Regions from separate parts of the Rattus norvegicus genome. Here region 2 is linked to region 1. Evidence: chromatin contacts called from public Hi-C data. All regions are on one chromosome and are shown on one strand. The core of a region is the stretch at or near the end of the contact, and the rest is flanking DNA. Distances in the headings are between cores, read along the strand shown. Region 1 holds the start of Sec63 (SEC63 homolog, protein translocation regulator). Region 2 overlaps Sec63 (SEC63 homolog, protein translocation regulator).

Region 1 (6,533 bases), core at 1,126-3,625:
AAAAAAAAAAAAAAAAAGGAGTATGAATTAAGTATACTTAGCCCAACTCAAAAGACTAAAATCAGGACAAAAAGATGCCACTAATAATGTTTACAAAATAAGTTCAGTTACCATATCAAATATGGCAGACTCTAACTCCTGTGTCTCCCAAGTACTGTAATTAATGAAATGTACCCCCGCATACCAAGTTCCTCACCACATTTTAAAGACTTTGTATTCAACCCACCATCCCAATACCCTGTCTTCTACACAACAAGCACAAGGCAGGTTGGTGGTAAGCAGCGGACATTAACTACAATACTGAAAGTAGACCCTCGCTCCTGTTGCTTTTCTTTCTTTCTTCTTTTTATTAATCACTCAGACTAGGGTGGATGCCTACAGCACCAATTAAGAGTCAGTTTTTCCTTTCAACCTGTAGTTCCACGGGGCTGAATCAAGTTGCCAGAGTAGGGCAAGGGCCTTTACCTGCTGGGCCATCCTGCGGTCCTATTTTTGAGACAGGCTGCCAGACTGGCTTTGAACTCACTATGTAGCCAATGTCAGTGGCCTTGAACTCTTAACCATCTTGCCTCCACCTCTCAAAAGGCCTGGGATAACACTTGGGAGCCACCACACTGGGCATGGATCCCTTTAACTTGAAATCCTGAAAGAATGGCCGAGGGGAACAGTCAAGAAAAAAAACATTTCTGTGTTATGACACCAAAGGTACATACAGCCACTGTTCAAAATCCCACATTATCTAAATGAACTTTGAAACACAGAACTCAAGAGGCCCAAATGAAAATTCCGTAAGCCAACCCAGAATGAGAAACTAGGGAGGCTAGGAACTTTGGGTAAATTGTTGCTACTCAACTTACTTCAAATGTACAAAAGAGATGCATGCAATTGTTGCTTGCTCTTCACCCTAAATTTAGTTCTATTGTGAAACTAAGTAATTTTACAGGACATTGAATTCTCTCATCAAAGTGTAGCAAGACCTGAGCAAAGTGTTAACAACTTTTCCCAAGGTCCAGTACACAACCTAGACAACTTAGATCATCACCACACCCAACCTAAAAGCAACTTAGCAGACACAGAAAGCTCTCCCTCAGCGCCGCTGTTATACTCGAAACCTACTAATTATGGTTAACACCACCAGAAATAACCCATTAGGCGCTTGCAGTCAGCGCCATCAGCTTCAAGAATATCTGGTGCCATATGTCTCAGGCAAGTGCAACACAGAACCCAACATTACAGTCTTACACGTAACATGCTCTAAAACGGTATTAGATTGCGTCCTGACACGACGTTTACCGTGAAGACTCAAGAACTAAGAGCAAATGAGCTAGCGACCCCACACGAACCTAGCTTAATCCTCCATGCTTGCACCTTTCCGTTGTAAACAGGAAAGTCCAGAGGAAAGGAAACGGAGAAAAACCTCTTTTTTTCGCTTTTATAAAAGGAATAACGGCAGCGCTTAACAACCCCCGCGACGTGATTGAACAAATGAAAAAAGCCAAAGGGAGGAAGTGACGGGGGTGGGCTGCTGGTGAGCTCACTTGGAAGTCCCAAACACGCCGCCCAGCTCGGGGGTGCCCCCAAACATCTGTCCCAACAGCTGCAGCGGGGACACCGGGATGCGAGGGGAAGATGGGTGGCGGGAGCGAAGGATGCAAAGTGGTGCCCGCACGCTCCTTTTCCTCCTCGGCCAACTCTTCTCTCGCCCCCCGTCCCAGCCCATCCCGCTCCCTCCAGAAAGAACACCCAACAAAAGCTGAGGCCGGGGAGACAAAGAGGCAGCAGGCGACGAGCATCCAGAACAATGCGGAGCCGGTCCAAGCCAAACTCCCCGGGACCGCGCAGGCGGACGGGCGACCCCGGAAATCGCCGCCGAGCTTCGGCCCCGCGGACCGCGGCCCTCAGGCCCCGCCGCGGACAGCGTCACCGGGACGCGGGGCAGCACCGGGGGGCAGGACGGTGCGGCCCGGAGCGGAGCGGAGCGACCCCTGAGCGCGCCTGGGCGGGCCGCCGACGGGACTCACCCGCATTCTGGTCTCGCGGCCAGAGGTAGTAGGTGGCGGGGATCACGATGAGCCCCACGAAGGAGGTGAGGAAGTAGAAGAAGGTGTTCCCGCTGTCATCGTACTGGAACTGCTGGCCCGCCATGGCTCCACCTCCTCCGCCCCGCTTCCCTCACCGCCGCCGCCACGACCCCGCGCTGCGCTCCGGCTCCCGGCGCCCCGGCCCCGTGTGGCGTAGCTCGGACGCCGCCGCCGCCTCTCCTCCCCGCCCCCACGCCGCTCTCACGGACACGCCGCCGCGGCCGTCGCCAACTCTCGCGAGAGGAGCTAGTTCCCGCCCCACGCGGCTGTTCCCTCCCCTGCCGGCTCCTCCACACGCTCGCAGAGGGAGACGTGGCGCGCGCAGCGAAGAAACTCTGTTGGACCCCGCCCGCGGCCCCGCCCCTGAGCCACGGGCCACGCCCTCTATTTGCCATAGGCCCGCCCCTGGCCCCGCCCCCTGCTTGCCCGGCTTTCCTTCCCGGCACCCTTCGCCAGATTCCCGGAGCCTTCCTGCCAGGGTCTCCTGAGTAGTGAGCCGGGACGAGCGTACTAGGTGCGACTGGAAGCTGAGCTTTTGCAAGCAGAGCTAGATTGCCTTGCCTCTCCATTCTGTCCTATCCCTCTCACTTTTCCCCAGCTTCTGATTCGCTCCTCCAAGGGAACCTCGTGGAAACAAGTGCCATTAAGAATAGGGAGCGAGGAACTAACTCCTCCTCAGAGTTCCAAAGCTTAGGGTATTTGAAACTGCCAGTTCACTCATGCTTTCTGTGACCCAAGCGATCGTGTGTTCAGTTTCAGTAAAGCATGGAATAAAGCAAAATATAGATCAGTGGCTCTCAACCTTCCTAATGCTGCCACCCACCCTTTAATACAGTACCTCATGTTGTTGTGACCCCGAGCCAAAAAATTATTTTCATTGCTACTTTATAACTGCAATTTTACTGTTATGAATTGTAATGTAAATGTATGATATGCAGGATATCTTATATACACTCCCTGTAAAACGATCGTTTGACAATTCCCTCCTCAACAGGGTCAGGACCCTCAGGTTGAGAACCACTGTTACATATGCTCTATTAATGAGAAAAGTCAAGCTCAAAACGTTTTCCAAAGGTTACGCTCGATGGTTTGGGTTTGCTCAGGGTTTAGGGATCCAAAGCCAGATTGCTCTGACGCCCCAAAAAGCCGCTGGCACTCCCTTGCAACCGGCGGGCGAGCAAACTGAAGTAGCAGTCACTCAATGCTCCTAGCCACAGGCTCTCAAACTGAGATCAGCTGAGCTTCAGGAAGCTCGCCTACTCTTGTAAAGATCCCACGGAAGTCCAGTGGTGGCCTTAGCGGGCTGGGTTCCAGAGTCCGCTCTGCCCTCTGTGGATCAAGAGGACACAGGGCATTTCTCACAGGATCGCTGTGAATATTAAAGTGTGTGATACCTCTCAAAAGAGAAACTATCGCGCAAGTACAAACATTCTGCTGTTTTTTAAGGATCGGGTGTTTTTTGTTGTTGTTGTTTTTTTGTTTTTTGCTGTTGTTTTGTTTTGTTTGCTTTTTGTTGGGGGGGGGTGTTTTTTGAATTTTGAGACAGGGTTTCTTTGTGTAGTCCAAAATGAGGCCCTCATCTCAGAGCACTTAACACCAGCACACAGGTGGCAGAGACAGGCAGATCTCTGTGCATTTGAGGCCAGCTAGGGCTGTCACCAGGTGAGAAGCAGGAACTTCAACACGACAATTGTTGTCTAGGATGCTGACCTAGAGTTGATATTCATTTCAGACCTAGATATTTTATGTCAAAGTAGCAACAACCCAGGGCTGGAGAGATGGCTCAGTGGTTAAGAGCACTGACTGCTCTTCCAGAGGTCCTGAGTTCAATTCCCAGCAACCACATGGTGGCTCACAACCATCTGAAATGGGATCTGATGCCCTCTTCTGCTGTGTCAGCGGCAGCGTACTCATAATTATTGGGGTTGGGGATTTAGCTCAGTGGTAGAGCACTTGCCTAGCAAGCGCAAGGCCCTGGATTCGGTCCCCAGCTCCGAAAAAAAGAAAAAAAAAAAAAAAAGTAGCAACAACCACACTTAAGGCCTGAGTGTATATGACCTGGTCAGGCTCTCATTCCTTTCTCCAGACATTGCCAGAGAACAGAAAGCAAAACTACTTACAGCAAACGTCCCTGTGGGCTACACTTTTCCTTACTGACTGTAATGCCACCTAATGCACCCGGCAGCCATCCAGTGGTAGCATACTATTAGCTTCAAACTCCATCAAAATCTCATATGATGGGCTGGAGAGATGGCTCAGCGGTTAGGAGCACTGACTGCTCTCCCAGAGGTCCTGAGTTCAAACCCCAGCAACCACATGGTGGCTCACAACCATCTGAAATGAGATCGGATGCCCTCTTCTGGTGTGTCTGAAGACGACAATATATATATATATATATATATATATATATATACATATATATATATATATATATTAGGGTTGGGGATTTAGCTCAGCGGTAGAGCGCTTGCCTAGCAAGCGCAAGGCCCTGGGTTCGATCCCCAGCTCCGAAAAAAAGAAAAGAAAAAAAAATAAATCTTTTTTAAAAGTCTCATGACTATGTATAAAACATACATAGACAGCCATGGCTGTCTTTGAGCAGCCCACATCCTTCCTCTCAGCCCGGCTGCAGTTCTGAACACTTTCTCCTGACCTCAGGCTAAAGCCTAAATTAAAGACCAGACCAGACCACCAACCTCCACTTCCTTTAGTTGAGTTGAGTTTAGTTTAGTTTAGTTCTGGAATTCTTTTGAATATCAAAACCATGAATCCTGGTTCAGCCTGAATCAAGGTCCCTAAAACTCTAGAGGACCCCCTCAGGCTGTTGCAGGGAGGTGGCTGCCAGCGGGGAGCTCTGCCCCCTTTATTTGCTGACACCACAACCTCGAAGGTCCCAATGAACAATTTGCCTTACTGAAAGCATGCGCCACTCACAAACCCGGCAGTACTGGAGTAGGCAGACTTTCTCCGCCTTGGGTTGAATCTCTTGTTAAGTCCTTCCATGTTTTCAGAATGTTGAACTTGATTTTTTTTTATGAGTCCGTTTATGTCTAACTCAGCATTTCTGCAAAGATAATACGTCAGTTTTATAAACTTATGGCAAGATAAATTATCGATCTTAACTCCCGCCAGTCGTGGTGGCTCATGACCTTTAATCCCAGCACTCTGGAGATAGACACACAGGCAGATATCTGTTAGTTTCAGGCCAAACTTGATCTATGTAGCAAATTCCAGGGCCCTCAGGGTTACATAGAACAACTCTGTCTCAAAATAAGCAAATGAAGGAATAGACAAATAAATAAACAAATAGTAAATAAGTATCTCTCTTTGGACTGTTTTTCTGGAAAGTAACCTCTTCCATTTGTAGCTTTGGGCTTATATAACAGTGGATTTAACAACTTAAATGAGGGGGGCTGGAGAGATGGCTCAGCGGTTAAGAGCACCCGACTGCTCTTCCAGAGGTCATGAGTTCAATTCCCAGCAACCACATGGTGGCTCACAACCATCTGTAAAGAGATCTGATGCCCTCTTCTGGTGTATCTGAAGACAGCTACAGTGTACTTATATATAATAAATGAACAAATAAATCTTTAAAAAAAAAACTTAAATGAGATATCAATTTGAACAAATTGTATCAACTTATTAAACCTCTAGCCATTAGAAATTATGGAATTCCTTAACCCAAAACCTATAAAGTCTGTGTCTTGGAACTGGGTCTCATGCAGCCCAGGCTTGCCTTGAACTCAATATAGAGCCAAGAATGACTTTGAAGCCAAGTGTGGAGGCACACTCCTTTAAGGCCGGCACTCTGGAGGTAGAGTCTGGTAGAGTTGTGTGAGTTCTGGGCCAGTCTGGTCTACATAGCAAGTCCAGGACATCCAGGGCTACATAAGACCCTGTCTCGGAGAGGAGGGGGAGGGGGAGGGAGAAGGGGAAGGGAAGAGAGAGGGGGAGAAGGAGAGAGGGAGAGGAGAGGGGAGGACAGGGGAGGACAGTGGAGGAAAGGAAGAAAGACCTTGAATTCCTGCTTCCCTCCCTCCTCTACCTTCTAAGCACCACACCAGGCCTTCTGTTGATGATATTAACTTACAAAACTATTTCTTTTAAGTGATCATTGTGAAATTGTTAATAATAGTAAATGAATATGGAAGAAAATGAGCCACAAACACATATTGTCCTTAATTTCGGCATATGTTAAAATGTATTTTAATATCTTCGCTGAATATGTCTGCAAGAGAAGACCTTAGTCACGCTCATTTTAATTGCTTGGTAGTTTATTTCCTCTCGGGTACAGAAAGCTTATTTTTAGGCTCCATTTAATATTTGCTTTTTCCTTAGAGTGACACTTTCACTTATTGGTAAGTCGGCATTGTGTTACTGGTATTGACTTCCACCTATGCATACCGAGGTGTTTGTGGGGCTACAATGGCATTATTCAGAGTCCTGTGTGGT
Region 2 (6,533 bases), core at 2,841-5,340, 43 kb before region 1:
CTAGGGTTCCCTGTGCAGTCCCGGCTGTCCTAGGGTTCCCTGTGCAGTCCCGGCTGTCCTAGGGTTCCCTGTGTAGTCCTGGCTGTCCTAGGGTTCCCTGTGCAGTCCTGGCTGTCCTGGAACTTGCTTTATATTCCAGGTTGGCTTGAAACTCACAGGGTCCACCTTCCTCTGCCTCCCAAAATCTGAGATTAGAGGTCTGAGTCACCAGCACCTGACACAGGAGGTACACTTCACATCTGAGGTTATCTTTCCAGCCCCTAAATGCAGCATTAGACTTTGAAGTCTAAAAACTCACTAATCTAAAAGGAAACTCCCAAATTCCAGAAGAAGTTGTTTATTAACTATACATAAATACTTTGCAGACATCCTATACACACCGTAAACCAAACCAGATGCTCCTATTTGCTTCCCTGTCCCTAGCATCTCAATTTTAGGAACTCATTTACTTCTCACTCATGTTAGGATACAACTTCAGTAAGGCACAGTGCTGTGAGCACAGCTCTCCAGATGTAGTGGAGTACATGCACGCAGCACTTTAGACGGACGTAAGGAGCAGTGCACGTCATCACACAGCACGAAGCATCACTATGCTGTTTCTAATCTTATAATCAACTTGATGATGGACTCTTTAAAGATGGAAATTATTCCTAACCTGTCCCTGCATCTTTGTTCTCTCAACAGTAATTGATGATGATACAACTCGGAACTACACCACAGACAGGTTAAACTAACAGTCTGTACTTCCTGTGCTCAAAGATATTGTTCAGCTATTAAAACTGTGACGGGGCAATTATGTTGGTAGAAAGTAAGTCTTTTCATTTAAACAGACACAGAGATAAAAAAAAAAACACACGAAGCACAGGCACAGTAATTTTCAAAGCCTATTATAGATAAATGCTAATTTTAGCACTAAATAACTATTTCTTTTAATAATATATGTGAAAGATCTCCTTTCACCACATGTGGACACCTCTTGGATTCTTTGGGAAGTTAAGCAATTACGAGAGGATACCAGGACTCCACTGAAAAGGAACCGAAGGAGCTGCCAGTGGGCCCTGATGCAGGAGTGCCCCAAAGGCACTTTCGAGATTATAACTGGTATTTTAAGAACATTAACTTGAAGAAAGACTGCACAGAATAGCCAGGGTTAGGACAGGAATGGCAGCCTATGATATGACAGGAAATAAAGAAACCACAGGGTTCTATATCAGGGTTCTATATTCTACACTCTGAGCATGACCTCCTGCCCAGCTCCACTCGTGAAGGATTCAACTAAGGTTAAGTTTTCCTGTCCTCACTCAGAGCCAATTTCCAGTTACAGGAGATTGGCACACACACAAATCAATAATCCGATGTCCAACTACAAAACAGTGTCCTCGTACTCAGCACAACTGTGACAAAGATAAAAACAGGGTTTTGACAAAAACAACCACAGCTCTGCACAGTCTAACTACAATCACATTATTAATGTGTCAGGAAGAAAGACAGTGGAGCGTGCCTGTCTGCACCTCAGCTCTGGTAAGGCGGAGGAAGATCTCTCCAAGCCTCAAGAACCTGACCTAAAAGGTCGATGAAGGCTGGAGAGACAGAGTAGCGAGATGAAGGGACAAAGAAGGAGCCTGACTCAAGTAAACGAGAGCAGATCATCGATGTGCACAGGGAACCCACTCACCCTGTGATTTTATGTCCATGGTCACATACGGGAAACTCCCAAGAACTGCCATGACCTCTTCATACTTTTCATCTTCAAGGAAGTGTAGCAGACTATGACGATCTGCTTCTTTTAAACTGACCAAATCCTGGATACTTTTAATTTTGAACTAAAAAAGAAAAATAAATAAAATGAATGAATGAATAAATAAAAATTTTCATCCAATGAAAATTAATGGCATGCTGACCAAATAAAAGCCAGCAACTTCATAAAAAGTTATCATTATGGGCATTTCAAAGCAAAACCATTAAAACTAAGTTTGTTTTATAAATTCCTTACAGGATTTGTCAGAAAAAAAGACAGCATAAAAATAAAAACATGTTCATATAGACTAAAACAATAAACTGTTGTCCTAAATTTATTTTCAGCCTTAAAAAGAAAATCTTCCAAGTACAGGTGGCCTCTAGAAGTTTTCTATGCAATAAATCTAATATATTTAAATTAATTGAAAGTTAAGTACTAGGTACTTTTCATTTTCACAGAGATTAAATCATGAGGCAGGCGAATTTTAATTCAATGCTGGTGTAGACTCATGTGTAACATAACGGCAATGACTAATAAACTGAACTTGGATACCGACTTCTTATACAGTTATTTCCTTTAACACCACCAAATCCAAAGCCTGTCTTTAACTTACTTCTTTTATTGTATACAAAGTAACTTTTTTCTTTTTCTCTTTGTTTTCTTTTTTTTTTATAAATACTTTTTTAAAGATTTATTTATTTATTATATACAAGTACACTGTAGTTCTCTTCAGACACACTAGAAGAGGGCATCAGTTCTCATTACAGATGATTGTGAGTCACTATGTGGTTGCTGGGATTTGAACTCAGGACCTCTGGAAGGGCAGTCAGTGCTCTTAGCCACTGAGCCATCTCTCCAGCCCCTCTCTTTGTTTTCTTAAAACGGGCTCACTCTGGCCCAGGTTGGCCTCCAGTTCACTACTTAGCCTAGGCCTCAAATTTCCTACAACCCTCCTGCTTCATCCTCCCAAAAGGCTGAGCATACAGTACATGCTCACACCACCACGCCCAAGAGAAATGCTTAAAATCTCCTCCTATAATCACAACTCTGTTTTATTTCCCAAACCTTTTCATTTCTACATACTTTTGAAATATTCAAGTGTTTACTGTATTTCCTAAAAAAAAGAAATTCTCTTAATGACCGCATCCTCCCACACCCTGTAACTAGATGGTACTGACCCAGGGTCCTGTGCATACCAAGCAAGCACTTGACTACCATCCATCCAACATTAGTTTTGTAAATACTTCGATTTTTTTTTAGTTTTGTTCATACTCAACTATAACAACTACCCAACTTTTAAGTCAAAAACAAAATGGAAAGTATACAGTGTATTATTACTTGATATATAAATCTTTGAGATGTACAAAGTATTAACTAAAATTTACTCAATGCAAAACAGTAATTCTATAGTAGCAAAATACATAAAACCACCTAATCAAGAAATATGAACCAAAAAAAAAAAAAATTCTAAATCTAAGAAACCTACATAATGAAGTCTAGAACACTTCTTTTATTCACATTCCCTTGTTACACAAGTTGGTAAACTTTGACTAGAAAGCAGTCAACAAACCTTTTTGTGGTTTGAAACTCTTCTAAGATTGTCTTCTTCGATGTGAGGGAGCTGCAGAAGGGGAGACTTGAACTGCTGCAGCCCCTGAACAGCCATCTGGGAAAGCTTCATGCAGTTTTCTAAGGATGCCAAAGTTGGAGCACGAAACTCCCTTTCTTAGAAAGAACAGGAGAAAAAGAAACAAAAGAGCTATACTTTTTATACTTTTATCACAAGGGATAAAATCACACTAACATCTAACACCTAAAATTCAAGATCTGGATATTGATTTTCCTTTAAAGCTACTGAAAAAAATGTTAAAAATACATAAAATTGGTCATTGTGCATTACCCAGCAACAACCATTAACAAGAATCTCTCTATCAACTCCAATAATCATAAAGCATCAGGCGCTAACAACACACCATGACGTAACCTGGAGAGCAGCCACACTCCCAAGCCCTGGATGGCAATCCAAGCACCAGGGAGCTGAGGTGAGGGCAGTGCTTTCAAGACCAGCCTGGGTGACGGAGTAAGATGCAGCCACAAACACGAATCCCCAAATGTCCTGAGCCAGGCGAGGTGGAGCACAGGGAAACCTTCTGCTTAGGAAGCTGAGGGAGAAAGACTGAGTTCAAAGCCAGTGTGACTACACAGCAAGAGCCCATCTCAAAACGTAGGAGAGATTTTGTGTTTTCAGATGTATTTTTGTTTACTTTGAGGCAATGAGGTTGCTGTGTGAAGCCCAGACTGACTTCAAGCAGGACTCCTTCCTGTGCCTAAGCAGTGCTGAAGTTACAGGATTACGTCCCGCCTGGCTAAGAACTCCTGTGTTAACTCCAACTAGCAGATGTTGGGACATTCCAAAGGCACTGTAACACTGCCAAGAATTAAAATCACCAACAAGAAACTATAAACACTCTCCTTTTTTTTTAGCCTCTTTTCCAATAATGGCCAAAAATTCCTGTTCTTTTCATCCAAAAAACAAAACAAACAAACAAAAAACCGTATTATGCCAATTAAAAAATTATTTCAAACTCACTGTGAAAATACAAAAATAACTCAAAAGTATTCAGAGGAAAGAAAAAGTTTAAAGCACTAAAAATAAAGCAAATGAAAAGACTGAGCCATAAGCAATCTGAGAACCCCGACCCTGGTGTTCGAACTATAATTACATCTTCATAAAGCCTTAACTGTTAAGTGAACCAGGCCAACGCCCCCCAGGGCAAGCACAATTCTATCTTCTCTTCCTTTTCCTCCTCCTCTTCCTCCTCCTCCTCTTCCTCTTCCTCCTCCTCCTCTTCCTCCTCCTCCTCATCTTTCCCTCCCCCTTTCCCTCCTCCTCCCCCCCCTCCACCTTCCCCCTCCCCTCCCCCTCCCCCTCACCTTCACGGCTCCGGGCCATTATTATCAGCTGGCAGATTACATTCACCATTTCCTGAAGCAGAGCAGGACACTTTTTCAGCATGAACTGTTGATCTGAAAAAGCAAAGCAAAAACCCTGAAATAAACTATTCTAATCTTACAGTCAAAAAACCTTTCCCACTTGAAGCCCAAGGCTAGCACAAAATGTGCTGCCCTTAAATATTCTACCCAGCCTCAGAATCTTAATGTTTCAAAGAAAATTTCTCCTCAACATTACTGCAAACACAAGACAGAAAGTCATCACTAGCAGAAGATGTAGCAAAGCCAAAATTCTAACAGAATGGGGTACTATTTATTATATATTCCTTATTTTCTTTAAAACGGTCTTAATCATGAATTCAATTCCAATCCCGCTATCTCTGGGACTGCTCTATTCCTGCAGCTATTATGCTCCTGTAACTGTGGTTAAACACAGAGACCGTGAGTGAGAATAAAGTCAGTCAATGCAGGAAGGGGAAGAAGTTAACCAAGGGGCTGGCTAAGCACTCCTTGTGCTTAGCTTCTGCTGCAAGCCTGATGATCTGAGTCCACCTTCCAGAAACAAACATATACAAAACGGACTGGCAAAGAAAACTCAGTGGGTGAGAGCAGCGATCACTCTTCAGAGGACCCAGATTCAAGTCCTAGCACCAACATGGCGGCTGACAACAGTCTGTACTATAGTCCCAGGTGATCTAATACTCTCTTCTGGCCTTCTCAGGCACGGAACACATATTGTGGGCAAAATACTCATATACATTAAAATAAAATTTATATTAAAAAATTCTAACAGCCTGGAAACAGAGCTATGCAGTAGAGTATTTGACACGCAGTCAGATCCTGAGGCCAAGAACCAGCAATAGAAATAAGTGCTTTGGAGTTGGGGATTTAGCTCAGTGGTAGAGTGCTTGCTTAGCAAACGCAAGGCCCTGGGTTCGGTCCCCAGCTCCGAAAAAAAGAAAAAAAAAAAAAAAGAAATAAGTGCTTTAACAGTTCTTTTTTTTTTTTTGGTTCTTTTTTTCGGAGCTGGGGACCAAACCCAGGGCCTTGCGCTTCCTAGGTAAGCGCTCTACCACTGAGCTAAATCCCCAGCCCCGCTTTAACAGTTCTTTAACAGTTACATTTACACTTCTCCATTTGAGGAGAGATGGCTCAAGAGTTATGAACGAGCTCTGGCTACTCTTGTAGATGACTTGAGTTCAACTTCCAACAGCTAAACTCCTCATAACTGCAATTCCAGGGGACCCAATGCCCTCCCTCTTTAGGCCTCTGTGGTACCAGTATATACACGCAGAAAGAATACCCAGGTAAATAAAACTAACTTTTAAAATGAAATCTATTAAATTTTGTATTCTGCCTAAAAAGCAGGTCACCTATGTGTGAGAAATTACTAGTAAAAGTGCCTATATATGTGCACAGAACATTAGTAACAAAACTACTCATTTATTTCAAAGTAATTCCAATGGTGGTGCCTAACTCTCCCCTTCCCTTCCACCCGAAGCACCCGCTGGCTGGCACCAAGGACTGAGCACTGGACCATCATATTGTCAGACGTCCGGGCTGCACCACTAGTCGGACAGTGATGCAGCAGAAAGATTTCATTCAAAAAGCACACTTGTCCTTAGGACAGTGTGTTCTAAGTCCCTACTGAAAAGGAGATGGCATCCATCCACGGTCTCTGCAAATGCTTCCATCTCCAGCCTCTGTTCTGAAGAGGAAGGAGAGAGAGCTTCAAACACTCTCTCTTGTGAGGGAGTGAACCTTTAAGTAAAGATCAAACCATTTCTCTGTAGTTACTACTGAGAAATGGAGAGAATTATGTTGGATTAAGAGGGTCAGACAT

The links. Hi-C and Micro-C count contacts between places; a contact is called where the count stands out from the background.
Region 2: a Hi-C map of liver shows a contact between it and region 1, with 2.2 times the contacts expected there. The contact joins the enhancer-like site here to the promoter of Sec63 in region 1. A contact is called at or near these places in 3 of 12 Hi-C or Micro-C datasets (hepatocytes and liver).

What each region holds. Positions count from the first base shown.
Region 1 is chr20:47,823,133-47,829,665 of GRCr8, reverse strand. Sec63 (SEC63 homolog, protein translocation regulator) reads right to left here and starts at 2,375. Exons shown (of 20, transcript NM_001107637.1): 1 at 2,022-2,375. The coding sequence starts at 2,145.
Region 2 is chr20:47,867,513-47,874,045 of GRCr8, reverse strand. It overlaps Sec63 (SEC63 homolog, protein translocation regulator), which reads right to left. Exons shown (of 20, transcript NM_001107637.1): 11 at 4,673-4,765; 12 at 3,309-3,463; 13 at 1,676-1,823. Among named protein-coding and RNA genes, the nearest start is that of Sec63, 43 kb to the right of the region's middle. Within about 2 kb of position 4,090, at least 8 of the 93 cell types and tissues checked have an H3K27ac peak or open chromatin away from gene starts, as enhancers often do. A contact at or near this core is called in liver, where this site is marked.